2 separate regions of the Mus musculus genome follow, and region 1 is linked to region 2. The links are chromatin contacts, called in public promoter capture Hi-C maps. All regions are on one chromosome and are shown on one strand. The core of a region is the stretch at or near the end of the contact, and the rest is flanking DNA. Distances in the headings are between cores, read along the strand shown.

Region 1 (5,965 bases), core at 2,970-5,469, 740 kb after region 2:
TGAGAAGTAACACATTTAGGGGCCAATGAGATGGATCAGGTAGTAAAAGCATTTACTGTTAAGCCTGATGACCGGAGTTCAATCCCCAGAACCCACATGGTAGAAGGAAGGTCAGAACTGACCTTTGCAAACTGCCTTCTGACCCCCAGCATATAGGCTGGGACACATAAGTGTCTTCCTCAAATAAATACAAAATCAAATTGAAGTAACAAAGTCACAGACTTCAGAAGTCAGGAAAAATCTCAGATTGTCTTGACTAGTTTTATGTCAACTTAACACAAGCAAGAGTCTTCAGAGAAGGGAGCATCAATTGAGAAAATGCCTGCATGGGATCTGACTGAAGGCAAGCCTGTGGGACATTTCCTTAGTTAGTGACTGACAGGGGAAAGCCAGACCCAATGTGGGTGGTGCCCTTCCTGGGCTAAAGGTCCTGAGTTCTATAAGAAGGCAGGCTGAGCAAACCGTGATAAACAAGCCAGTAAGCAGTACTTGCCCATAGGTTCCTGCCCTGTTTGAATTCTTGTCCTGATTTCCTTCAGTGGAGAACTACAACCACAACTTACTTTAGTCATGGTGTTTCATGCAGCAATAGAAACACTAACTAAGATAAATTGCCACCAGGATTGTGTGGTATTGCTGAGACAGACCTGTGCATGTTATTAGCAGGATTGTGGGTGTACTTTGGAGTTTTGAGTAAGAAAAGTCATTGAGTGTTTTGTTCTGTAGGAGCTTGGAAAATGTTGAGGACAATGTAGAAGATTGGAGAGCTGGCTAATGAAGTTTTAGAGGGAAGCAAAGACTCTAATTGGGCTATTTTTGTGAAGAATCTGCAGTGTCTGATCAGCTGGAGCTGAAGAATCAGCTGTGATTAACAAGAAACCAGAACAACTAAAGTATAATCTTTGTTTTACTGGGACAATTGATGTTGGTTAGCTAGAGCTGGGAAATTAGAGGTGATTAAAAAGAGACTAGCATCATTAAAGAGAAATCTTCTGGGAGGTGTTTCCTGAGAGCACACAGAACCTGTGTTCCAGAGGTGACCAAGGTTGTACCTCATGTCGGTAGCAGAACTTGGTAGTATAAGAGCCACCCAAATGGTACAGGTTTCATTGCAGCAATATAAACCCTAAGACAGTGATCACTTGTGAATAACTCTTATTGTGCTTAGCCTAGGTGTTGTGGGTCCCAGGGTCCAGTCTTCAGGCCTGGTCACAATCAGCCCAGGTTCTAGAGAAGATCAATATAGGTATCTACTTCAGACCCCCTAGTTGGAGACTGTGATGGTCAATCTCAATTATCAACTTGATGAAATCTAGAATCACCTGGGAGAGGAACCTGTGGATACGCCTGACAGTGGTTGTGTTCATCAGATTGAAATGGGAAGACTTGTGCACTGTGGTGACACTGCTGTCTGGATCCTAGAGTCTATAGAAAGGGGAAGATGAGCTAAGCAAATAGCATGTATCCCTCTCTGTTTCTTGACTGCAGATGGAATGCCACCATATGTCCCAGGCCCCTGACTTCCCGTTAGTGATGTATATCTGGAACCGTGAGCTAAAATAAATGCTTTCTTCCTAAATTGGTTTTGTCAGAATGTTTTATTGTAGCAACAAAAAAGTAATTAAGACAGAGGGGAGCAGCACAGAGTTGCTTCCTGGGTCATAGCACTTAGTAGCTTCCTTAATCATTTGAGCCTCACATGGATGGGAAGATTATACAGGGGGTCAAAGTCGGGGTGGGGGTGGGGTGGGGTGGGGGCTAGTGATAGGGTATAGCTCAGTGAGAGAGTGCTTTTCAAGCATGTGAAAGACCCGAGAAACACACACACACACACACACACACACACACACACACACACACCGACAACACCTCAAATGGTGGCTCACATTTTTAATCCAAGTTTAGAAATTAGTGGAGACAGTTGGATTAGAAGGTCAAAACCATCCTCAGGAACATAGGGATTTTGAGACCAGCTTGAAATATAAGAGATTCTGTCTCAAAAAATAAAAATAACAATGAAAAATAACTGAAAAGCAACAAAAGAAAATCTGCAAGAGAAAGCATGGGAGCCTCGATTTCTCAGGCTTGAGGTCCAGCCTTAGTTAGGGTCCCCTTCCCAGACGATACATACTGCATCCACCAGACAATACATACTGTATCCACCAGACGATACATATTGTATCCACCAGACGATACATGCTGCATCCACCAGACGATACAAGCTGCATCCACCAGATGATACATACTGCATCCACCAGACATACATGCTGCATCCACCAGACGATACATACTGCATCCACCAGAGGATACATATTGCATCCACCAGACGATACATGCTGCATCCACCAGACGATACATACTGCATCCACCAGACGATACATATTGTATCCACCAGACGATACAAGCTGCATCCACCAGATGATACATGCTGCATCCACCAGACGATACATACTGCATCCACCAGACGATACATACTGCATCCACTAGCTTAGAAGTCTATTATCTCATGCCAGCCAGGCACAGCTTCCTCTGTCTCTCTAAACCCTGTCTTTAGATCTTTTGTCTGCCTTTTAAATCTTTTGGGTATACCATCTTCCTTCTATTGACCACCCCTGGGTCATGCTTTCCAGAACGACAAACTCCTCTATCTTCCATAATGCTCCTCTCATGCAACCCAAGTCCAAAATGAGTCATACCTCTACCCAGAAGTCAAAAGGCTTTTGGGAGTTGCTTCTCTTCTACTCCCATGTCCTGGCTATTGAACTCAGGTTGTCAGGCTTGGTGACAGACAGTTTTACTTGCTGACTTGCCTTGTCAGCTGAGGTTTCTTGTAATCTGTTAATTTACTCGGCTTCAGAGAGCCAGAAGTAGCTTCTTCCAAGGACACCCAACTACTTCCAGACTGTGGAGCAGGCCTAGGCATGCAAGTAAAAAGCTGACACCCCACTCTTCTTCAGCCATCCAACTTTGGTTGTAACTTCCACTGAACATTTCTCCATGACCCTTGTACACTCAAATCCTCCACTTCTCTGTGGACCTCTGGCTTGTATTTCCATGTCACTATCAAGATAAGTGGCTCCCATGGTCTAAGTGCTTGGGAATACCCTGTGTGACTTTCCTCTTTCACATTGGCATCTGGTCTATATATCACCCTTGGCTTATCAAACTCAGGGACACCTGTATACTAGACAAGCAGTCTACCTTCTGAGCTAGGCTTGATGTCCTTATATTATATTCTCTTTTACAAAGATGACAAGTTATTAGAAGTCTCTTCTAACTGCTTGCCCTAGAATTGTCTTTCCTCTGGTTGTACTAGGCAAGGAGAGGCCAACATCCTCCTGCATTATCCTAGGTCAAACAGTGGAAACAGCTATCACCCACTCTGACTTGTATCTCAGCTTAATCTCTCAGATCTTGCCTGATCTTTGCACCTCACAAAACCATAGCCGACATATTAATGTAATCTCCCTTCTCCTTTTCAATCCTGTGGACAGCTTCTTGGTGGGCCCAGGCCCAGCAATCCTCTAGGTTGGTCTGACCGACTCCAAGTACTGATGCCCTGGGGTGCTGAGGCCTGCAGAACGATCCAAGCTTCCTTTGCAGAGCCTAGCAGTGCATCTGAGAAACAGAGTGCAGGCAGAAAGACAAGCCAGAGCATCACAAAGAAGAGACCTAGAACTGGAAAACAAGATCCAGAGAGAGTGCCTAGTAGACGCTGCTGGGTTAAAACGTCAGAGATATGCTCTGCAGAAACCTACAGCATGGCTGGAGAAAGGCCAGGTGCCCACAACAGCCTCCGGTCGGGGCGGGGCCTGATAAGGCTGGACTGGGCTGGGGACCAGGCCTTGCCAGTTAGAGGAAGAGGCTGAAAGCAGGGATTGGGGTGAGGAGTAGCAGACCAGAGGTTGAGTGGAGTTGGGGGCGGGTCCTGGTGGCGGCGGCGGGTAGGGGGCTGTGGGCGGGGCCTGGAAACTGAAGGAGCTGGTAATAGTCTAGGGCGAGGCTGGAGGGAGGGTCCCAAGGTGCAGGATTAGGGGCTCAGGGCGGGGTCTGGAGGAGACAAACGACTATAAGGTGGGGGTCTAGGGAGGGGCCTGGTGGCGTGGGGGCGAGGCCAGGCCGCCGGTTGGGCAGTTTAGGACTCAGGGTTTTGGACCAAGCGGTTCTTTGGCCCACTGGGCCCGACCGCACTGAAGCCACGCCCTTTTCCCCTGCTCAGACCACGCCCAAGGCCCCATCAAACTCCTCCCGGAGGCCCCCTCCGGTCCTATTTCCTCCCTCGCGGGTGGAGGCTCTGTAGCGAGGAGTTTCTCGGCCCAGAGCGGTCTGCGGCTTGTCTAAGGCATCTTCGGATTAGCTGATCTCCGCACCGCCTCGGCCTGCATCTTGCTTTCTGAACCTCCAGGTAAGCAATCACCCCTCTCTGGGGGCGCCGCCCTAGTAGATACCCTCGAAACATTCCTCTCCTCCAGGGCTAAGAGCAGTCCGGCTCGGAGCCAAAACAGTCATTTAGTTTCCCATCATTTCTCCGACAAGGTATTTCTCAGAGTTTCCCATCTGGTCGGGGATCAGGTTGCATTCTGATCTGAGAGCTGTGGTGCCCCCATGGAGCAGGTGCAGGTGGTGGACATGAATAGAAAACGCGCGGGAGAGAATGGGGGTTGTCGTGACGTGGGGAATCCGGACATGTGAACAGGCACTGCGCCACAGGAATGTCTGTCACTAGAGAATTTGTACGGAGCGCCTGCTGGGTGCTACCGACCCGACAGGCGAAGGCCGAAGGCCGCAGACACAGAGATTCGGGAACCACGTAGACCCAGCCTCTGGGAAACAAGGGAGTGTGTAGAGCACTATCCAAATCCTGGAGGAAGGAGGTTGAAGTGTTGTGAGGAAGCCTATGGTGTCTGAGGGAAAGGGGCAGCCTGTCATGAGGGCACCTGCTATGGAGAGCTTTCTGGGCCCAGGCCACAAAATCCTAGGGAAATGGCCAGGCTGGTGTATTTGCAGACCAGAAAAGAGGCTGGAGTGTATACAGGGAAGAAAGGAGGTAGGGAGTGGTTGACCAGGGCTTGGAAGACAATGAGGAGCCCACAGCTCCATCCTCCGGGCTGTGTGTACAAGGGATGTTTAAGGCAGCAAGCAACAGCCATCTGATTGTGTCTTGAGAGGAAGACCCTGCCCTATGCTGGGAAAGTTGAAAAGACACCAGGGCAACCTGGACGTCTGGCTGGACCCCTGATGGAAGGTGCGTGAAGTGATAAGAGGTAAGTTAGAAATTCTGTGTTTCCCCCCAAGAATTGTGTTTCATGCTTGTTTGGAAGTGAGATGTGAGGAAGGTCTGTGTGAAGCTTTCCGAGGTGGTCTTCTGAGAATTTGGAAGGGGCCTTATTTTATTTGGGGGAAGGGCTAGGTTGAATCTAGGGCCTCATGCTAGACAAGCACTTTGCCGCTGCAGCACTTTGGTTGCTTCCTTCCTTCCTTCGTGTGTGTGTGTGTGTGTGTGTGTGTGTGTGTGTGTGTACGTGTGTGTGTGTGTACACTAACTTGTGGTGTCAATGTGTGTATGCATGTGTGTGTGCATCTATGTGTGTGTGGAGGCCAGAGATTGACTTCTTATGCCTTCCTCTCTCACTCTCCATATTAGTTCCTGAGACAGGTCTCTTAACTGAACCTGGAGGTTGTCATACTTGCATAGCAAGCGCTGTACTGACTGAGCTAGCACCAGCTTAGTCCTTAGGTTTTATTTTGAGACCACCTCACTAACTTTTTCTTTTCTTTTCTTTTCTTTTCTTTTTTTTTTTTTTTTTTTGCCGAGACAGGGTTTCTCTGTATAGCCCTGGCTGTCCTGGAACTCACTCTGTAGACCAGGCTGGCCTTGAACTCAGAAGTCCACCTGTCTCTGCCTCCCCAGTGCTGGGATTAAAGGCGTGCGCCACCACGCCCGGGCTCACTAACTTGTTTAAGC
Region 2 (6,763 bases), core at 2,960-5,459:
GTGCATGTATGCATATGTGAGTATAGGTGCATGCAGAGCTGGAATTACAGGTGGTTGTGAGCTAATTGATGTGAGAACTGAGAACCAAACTTGTGTCATCTGGAAGTTTCAGTTTTTTTGCAGATCTGGAATTAAGGACTCCTAGGTTCTTAACCACTGAGCAACCTCTCCAATTCCACCTACAAGTTATATTGTTAATGGCAACAGTAATTTTTGATCTCTGTGTGATTGTGTTCGTGTGTGTGTGTGTGTGTGTGTGTGTGTACATATGCATGTGGAGTCATAAAAACTTTAGCTATTGTGCCTCAGGACATTCTCCACCTTGATTGGAATTTGCTATTTGGCTAAGCTGGCTGTCCAGCAAGCCCTAGGAAGCCCTCTGTTTCAGCTCTTCTAGTTCATGGATTACAAGTGCATGCCACCACAACATCAGTTGTTCTTACATAGGTTCTGGACATGCACTTTACCAATGAGTCATTTCCCAGTCTTGGATTTCATATATAGTCATTCCCATTTAATGTCCCTCTGTTTGCATGCCTTTCCTGAAGTTCTAATGATGAGATCTCAGGCACCTATCTGCCATTCTATCTGGACTTCCTTTTCTTCATGCCACTCAGATAATGTTCCAAGCACTAAAGCCTCAATGACCAGAGGGAAGAGATGAGTCCCAGGGATACCTCAAGTCAGAGCTTCATCACACTCTGTAGGGTGTTCCCTTCTAGTACTTACCTGAGAGTCAGAGGTGAACCATCTACCCAGTACCATGTAGACTCCTTGCTCATGTCAATGAGCCCCATCCAAGTGTAGCCTCTCTTCTTAGAAGTTTGTTGTAGAAAGTTCTAGAAAAATAGAAGAGGAAGCATCAGGAGGGAGCTCTACCTCCCTCTTTTAACCAGTGTTTCCCTAAACTCTTGGTGGGAAGTTCCACCTATAATTTGATGTTTATCTTTATACCTTATAAGGCCATGAATACCATGAGTTCTGGGTCTTTCTATACCTGTGTGCTATGGGCAGATGTGTTCTCTCTAGCACATAGTATGTGCACACTTGGTAATGTCATATACTTGTCTGTCTGAAAGTTATGTATATGTCCACATGAATTTACTCATCATTGGGATTGTTTGGCTGCACCAGATCAAACAAGCTAATGATTATTGAGTGTGTTGGTGAACTCTTTTCAGCCTGAATTGTCTCACTGGTGCTTAAAATCTGCAAGACTGGAACTATTTATACTAGGGGAATTAGCAAAAGACATACATCAGTATTTATTTTTAAACCAACAGAGGAAGTTGTTAAGTGCTGGCCATATATTTTAAGTCTTCCTCCCAAAGCATCAATCAAATTAAAATCTATAGTAGCGAGAGTGAGGAGATGGCTGAGTCAATTAAGTGTGTGCCACACAAGCCTGAGGACCTGAGTCTGACCCCTAGCAATCATGTGAAAAAGCCAGCTGTGATGGTAGACATTTGTAATTCCAGCATGGGGGAGCCAGAGACAGGAGGATCCCTGGGTCTTGTTGGCTAGTCAGCTTAGCCTAAATGGTGAGCTCCAGGTTAATGAGAAACCATACCTTAAAGAAACAGTGGACAGCATCTGAGGGATAACACTCAAGGCTGACTTCTGGCTGGCACATGCACACAGATGCACCTACACATGAATGTGCACGTGCACATGCATATGTGTACATCAGAGGACAACTTTAGGTGTGGATACTCACCTTCTACCTTTTTGAGACAGGGTCTCTTGTTATTTCTGTGTATGCCATGAGAAATTCCCACCAACTTTCATGGTACCTCTTTTCCCTACCTCCCATTTTACCATAGGAACATTGGGATCACAAATGTGTGTTCTCATGCTGGGATTTGTATGGGTTTGCGGAGTCTAAACTCAGGTCCTCATGCTTGCTTTACCCACTCAGCCTCCTCTCCAGCCCTAAAGTGTCTTTTTGCAATTGCTCTGGTCTCATTCATAATGTTATCTTCCCTCTTCAGGCAAGCAGCCTATTTTCCAGAACATTGTATTCAACCAAACACCTCCCCTCCCTTTAGTCAGTGGCCTTAATGTATCCTCAGCTGAAGTATCCTTGATGGGCCTCACCAGGCATACCTGCTCTTCATCACTCTTGATGACCACAAGTTGAGCCCCCACATTGTGGCAGGCAGTGGCAGAATCATTCCAGGACTTCTGGGCCACAGAGAAGAAGTAACAGCTTCCTTGGAAGTGCGTCCAGTCCCAGGGGCAGGAGCGGCACAGTCGATCTGTTGGGGAGGTCAGGTCAGGTTAGGATGGACCCATCTTCAACCTTCAAGCCCTCCAGAATAAGCCCCTCCCTTGACACAGCACATCCCTTACTCCATGTCTTGAGTTCCTTCTATACCCAGAAGAACCCAGGAGTCCTAGCCTGATCCTTTCAAGACTGGAAAAAGTTTGGTCTTAGAGCTCAGAATAGAGGCCAGGAGGCTGGTTTAACTGAGTACCTACCATGTGCATACTCCTGTGAACACCCAGCACCTAATGTGTACACAATCTCTGTGAACACTGAGTGTCTAACATGTGCATACCCCTGTGAACATTGAGAGCTTACTTTGAACATACTCTTGTGAACATTGAGTGCCTATTCTGTTCAGTCTCCTGTGACTATTGAGTGCTTATTTTGTACATAATCCCTATGAATACTGACTGCTTATTGTGTGCATGGACTCTAGTCAAACACTAGTGAGATGCCTGCCTCATCATTACCCTGCATGTCCATCCCACAGGTTAGGGACGTGAGGCTTAGTGAAGAGGAGTTATTTAAGCAAGGTGATCTATGTAAACCTTTTCAGGGTGTGAGCGCCTTCACTTCCAGTCACTCACCTACGCCAGCCTTCAACTGGGTCAGTTCTTGGTAGACATTCATCTGATTGTTTTCTTCCTGAGAACTGGGTATTTTGTAGACTGGGCCAAGAAAATATAGTCACTGCAGTTATTAAATGCTTACTGTGTTTTTTGGTCTATACTGGGCCCCCAGGACCAAGATATCCTTTGTCCTCTCCCCCTTTTCTACCTCCTTCTTCTCTCCCCTCCTCATTCCTTCCTCTTTTTCTCTTTCTCTCTTTCTCTCCTTCTGCCCCCCCCGTCTCTCTTAGATAGTCTCATATAGTTCAGACTACATCAAAATTTTGATGTAGCTGCCTCTATGAACCTCTCCTTCCTCTGCTTCCTGAGTGCTGGGATTATAGGGATGTACCATTACACCCAGTTTTATGCAGTGCTTGGGATGGAGCACAGCTTTTTGAGCTTGTGAGGTAAGCATTCTACCACTTGAACAATGTCTCCAGTCTAGCATCATTTTCAAAACCCAAGGTCTTACTTAGTCCTATTTGATGAGGAAGATATCTAATAACCAAAGAAAATTGGATGTCTAAGGCAAGTGCAGCCAGTGTCTCTGTGCAGAACTCCTCTATTCAAAGGACCATGAAGACACAGTCCCAGTCAGTTGCTCCTCCCTTCTGGATCCCTCGTTTGAAGAGCCAGACTTAGGAGCCCCAAACACCAATCCTGCCTGACCTTTGACAAGGATGACAACCAGCAGCACAGAACAAACAGCTAGGAAGAGCACCTGCAGTGCCAAGGGGACTTGACTGTGGACCAGGCACCCTGTGGGAGAGAAGGGTTAAAATTTAGCACCTCAGCATTCCTGATTTATTGTGGCCCCAGTCAGGCAATCCATCTCTCACTCCCAAGGTACAGAATTTCATATCATAGCTTCTACAGTTCCCAGGTTCCAGATTCAGGATCTGAGCTTCCAATTCTCTGAACATCAGTGGCCTGAGTCCCAAACTCTACCCCCCCCCCCCCACAGAAACTAAGTTTATGTCTGGAGCTGACCACTCCATAGTCCCTCATTCTGTTTTACCTGTGAAGCTACTGAATCCAGAATTTGTTTGGAAGCCAAAGCCTTTGATGGAGTGCCTGGTGTGGCTGGATGTCAGCAGTTCCTCATCTAAGTGAATAGAGCGTCAGTCATATATAGGGTAGTCGGAGACAAACACTGACCTATTTGTGCCCCTTCCCCAAGCTCCCAGAGCACCAGCTCAGTCTCACCCAGAGGGCGAAGCTGCCTCTTCCCCATTTCCTTAGAATCACTCATGTTTCACAGCCACTTCTCAGTGCCAGAATCTGACAGAGACTACAGCTTTTATTTGCCACCTCCTTGAATCTTACTTAGGAAGAGAAATTGAGAAGTGAGTAATGACACCGGAAGAGTGAGAGGGAGGGGGCTGAGCATCTGACACACCAGGCAGGAGATACATTTTCCAGAAATTTCAGAGAGGAGTGAGAGGGCCTGTACTTCTCAGCAGAAATAGATGGTTCACTTCCAGTATGGTCAGCTCTGGAATGTCTTCTATAAAAGCCAGTAACTTGTAAAATCAAGTGACTTTTGGGTCTTTTTCAGTTATGATGGTGTGTGGGCTAGCAACACCATATCTTGTCAGAGACACCACCCTTTTTCATCTTGGTCTACTGATGGTGTCACTCATAGTGATTTCTTTCTCTTTTTTTCTCTGTTTTTGAGACAAGATTTTATGTAGCTCAGGCTAGCCTCAAACTTGACATGTAGCAGGAATGACTTGAACTGCCTCATCCCTTCACCTCCTGAGTTAGCTGGGGCTAACTGAGCCACATCGCCATCCCCCATTTTTTTATTTCCATGCATTCATTAAATTACACAAGTCACTTCCTTCTGGTACACCACTCAGCCAGGGGAAGATCAGGTGCTTCATCCTCCCCCCACCCTCCACCCAGAGACAGATTGACTCTCAAGAGATCTGTCATAATCAGACTCATAGGTAAGGCCCCCCCACCCCAATATATGGCCTAACTGGAACCCCCAAAGGGCCCAGCAGATGCAGGACATATCCACCCTATGGGAGACACATCTTCCTTCTGGTCCACAAAGAGGGCAGACTTGGTGCTCCAGCTCACCTGTCCACACCCAGAGACAGCCTGACTCTCAGGAGGTCTAGCATAACCAGGGTCACAGGAAGCCTGCCTAACTAGGGACACAGGAGGTCCCCCTAACCAGAGACAGCAATGTTTGCCTCCCAGAAGGTCTGCTCTAACGCAGCTCCCAGAGCTCTACCTTCCTACAAGGAGGGACAAGCTCCAGTCCCTGTCAGAGACAGCAAGGCTAGTTAACATTAGAGATAACCAGATGATGAGAGGCAAGTGCAAGAATATAGGCAACAGAAACCAATGCCACTTGGCACCATCAGAACCCTGTTCTCCCACCACAGCAAGCCCTGGATATCTTAATAAATCTGAAAAGCAAGATTTAGACCTAAAAATCCCATCTCATGAAGATGATGGAGCTCTTTAAGGAAGATATAAAGAACTCCCTTAAAAAAATACAGGTGAACACAGGTAATCAGGTAGACCCTTAAAGAGAAAACAAATAAATTCCTTAAAGAAATACTGGAAAACACAATCAAACAGGTGACGAAATTGAACAAAACCACCCTGGATCTAAAAATGGAAATAAAAACAATAAAGAAATTACAAAGGTAGGTAACCCTGGAGATGGAAAACCTAGAAAAGAGATCAGGAGTTATCAGATATAAGCATCGCCAACAGAATACAGGGATAGAAGAGAGACTCTCAGGTGTAGAAGATATCATGGAAAATATTGACACAAAAGTCAAAGAAAATACAAAGTGCAGAAAGCTTCTAACCCAAAACATCCAGGAGATTCAGGATACAATGAAAAGATCAAACCTAAGAATAATAGGAATGAATATAAGAGAGTGCAGATTCCCAGTTCAAAGGACCAGAAAACATCTTCAACAAAATCATAGTAGAAAACTTCCCTAACCTGAAGAAAGAGATGGCCATAAGTGTACAAGAGGCCTACAGAACACCTAATAGATTGGACCAGAAAAGAAAATCCTCCTGTCACATAATCAAAATACCAAATGCACAGGACAAAGAAAGCATATTACAAGCAGTAATGGAAAAAGGCCAAGGAACACATAAAGGCAGACCAATCAGAATTACATCAGACTTTGCAACAGAGACTCTAAAAGTCAGATCTTGGACAGATGTCATACAGATCCTAAGAGAACACAAATACCAGCCCAGGCTACTATAACTAGCAAAACTCTCAATCACCAAAGATGGAGAAACCAAGATAGTCTATGACAAAACCAAATTAAAACAATATCTCTCCACTAATCCAGCCCCACAGAGGATACTAGAAGGAAAGCACCAACACAAGGAGGGAAACTACACACAAGAAAAACCAAGAAATTAATCATCTTACAACAAACCCAGAAGAAGAGAACCACACAAACATAATACCACCTGTAACAACAAAAATAACACGAAGCAACAATTATTGGTTTTTAATTCTTCTCAACATCAATGGACTCAATTCCTCAATAAAAAGACAAAGCTAACAGACTGGGTATGTAAACAGGACCCAACATTTTGCTGCATATAAGAAACACACCTCAGTGACAAAGACAAACACTACCTCAGAGTAAAAGGTTGGAAAAAATTTCCAAGAAAATGGTTCCCCCCCCCCCAAAAAAAAAAAAAAAACAAGCTGGAGAGTAGCCATTCTAATATCCAATAAGATAGACTTCTACCCAAAAGTTCTCAAAAGAACACTTCATACTCATCAAAGGAAAAATCTGTCAAGACAAACTCTCAATCCTAAACATATATGCCCCAAGTGCAAGGGGCTACAACATTTGTAAAAGAAACATTACTAAAGCTCAAA

Evidence for each region. Promoter capture Hi-C pulls out the DNA fragments that hold promoters and counts their contacts.
Region 1: a contact with region 2 is called in a promoter capture Hi-C map of hematopoietic stem and progenitor cells. The contact joins the promoter of Cers4 here to the promoter of Cd209a in region 2. A contact is called at or near these places in 3 of 39 promoter capture datasets (the HPC-7 cell line, cranial neural crest and hematopoietic stem and progenitor cells) and 1 of 9 other capture datasets (embryonic stem cells).

What each region holds. Positions count from the first base shown.
Region 1 is chr8:4,489,186-4,495,150 of GRCm38.p6, forward strand. Cers4 (ceramide synthase 4) reads left to right here and starts at 4,220. Exons shown (of 11, transcript NM_026058.4): 1 at 4,220-4,405.
Region 2 is chr8:3,744,775-3,751,537 of GRCm38.p6, forward strand. Cd209a (CD209a antigen) reads right to left here and starts at 4,210. Exons shown (of 7, transcript NM_133238.5): 1 at 4,087-4,210; 2 at 3,899-3,985; 3 at 3,550-3,639; 4 at 2,857-2,937; 5 at 2,107-2,258; 6 at 730-839. The coding sequence starts at 4,132.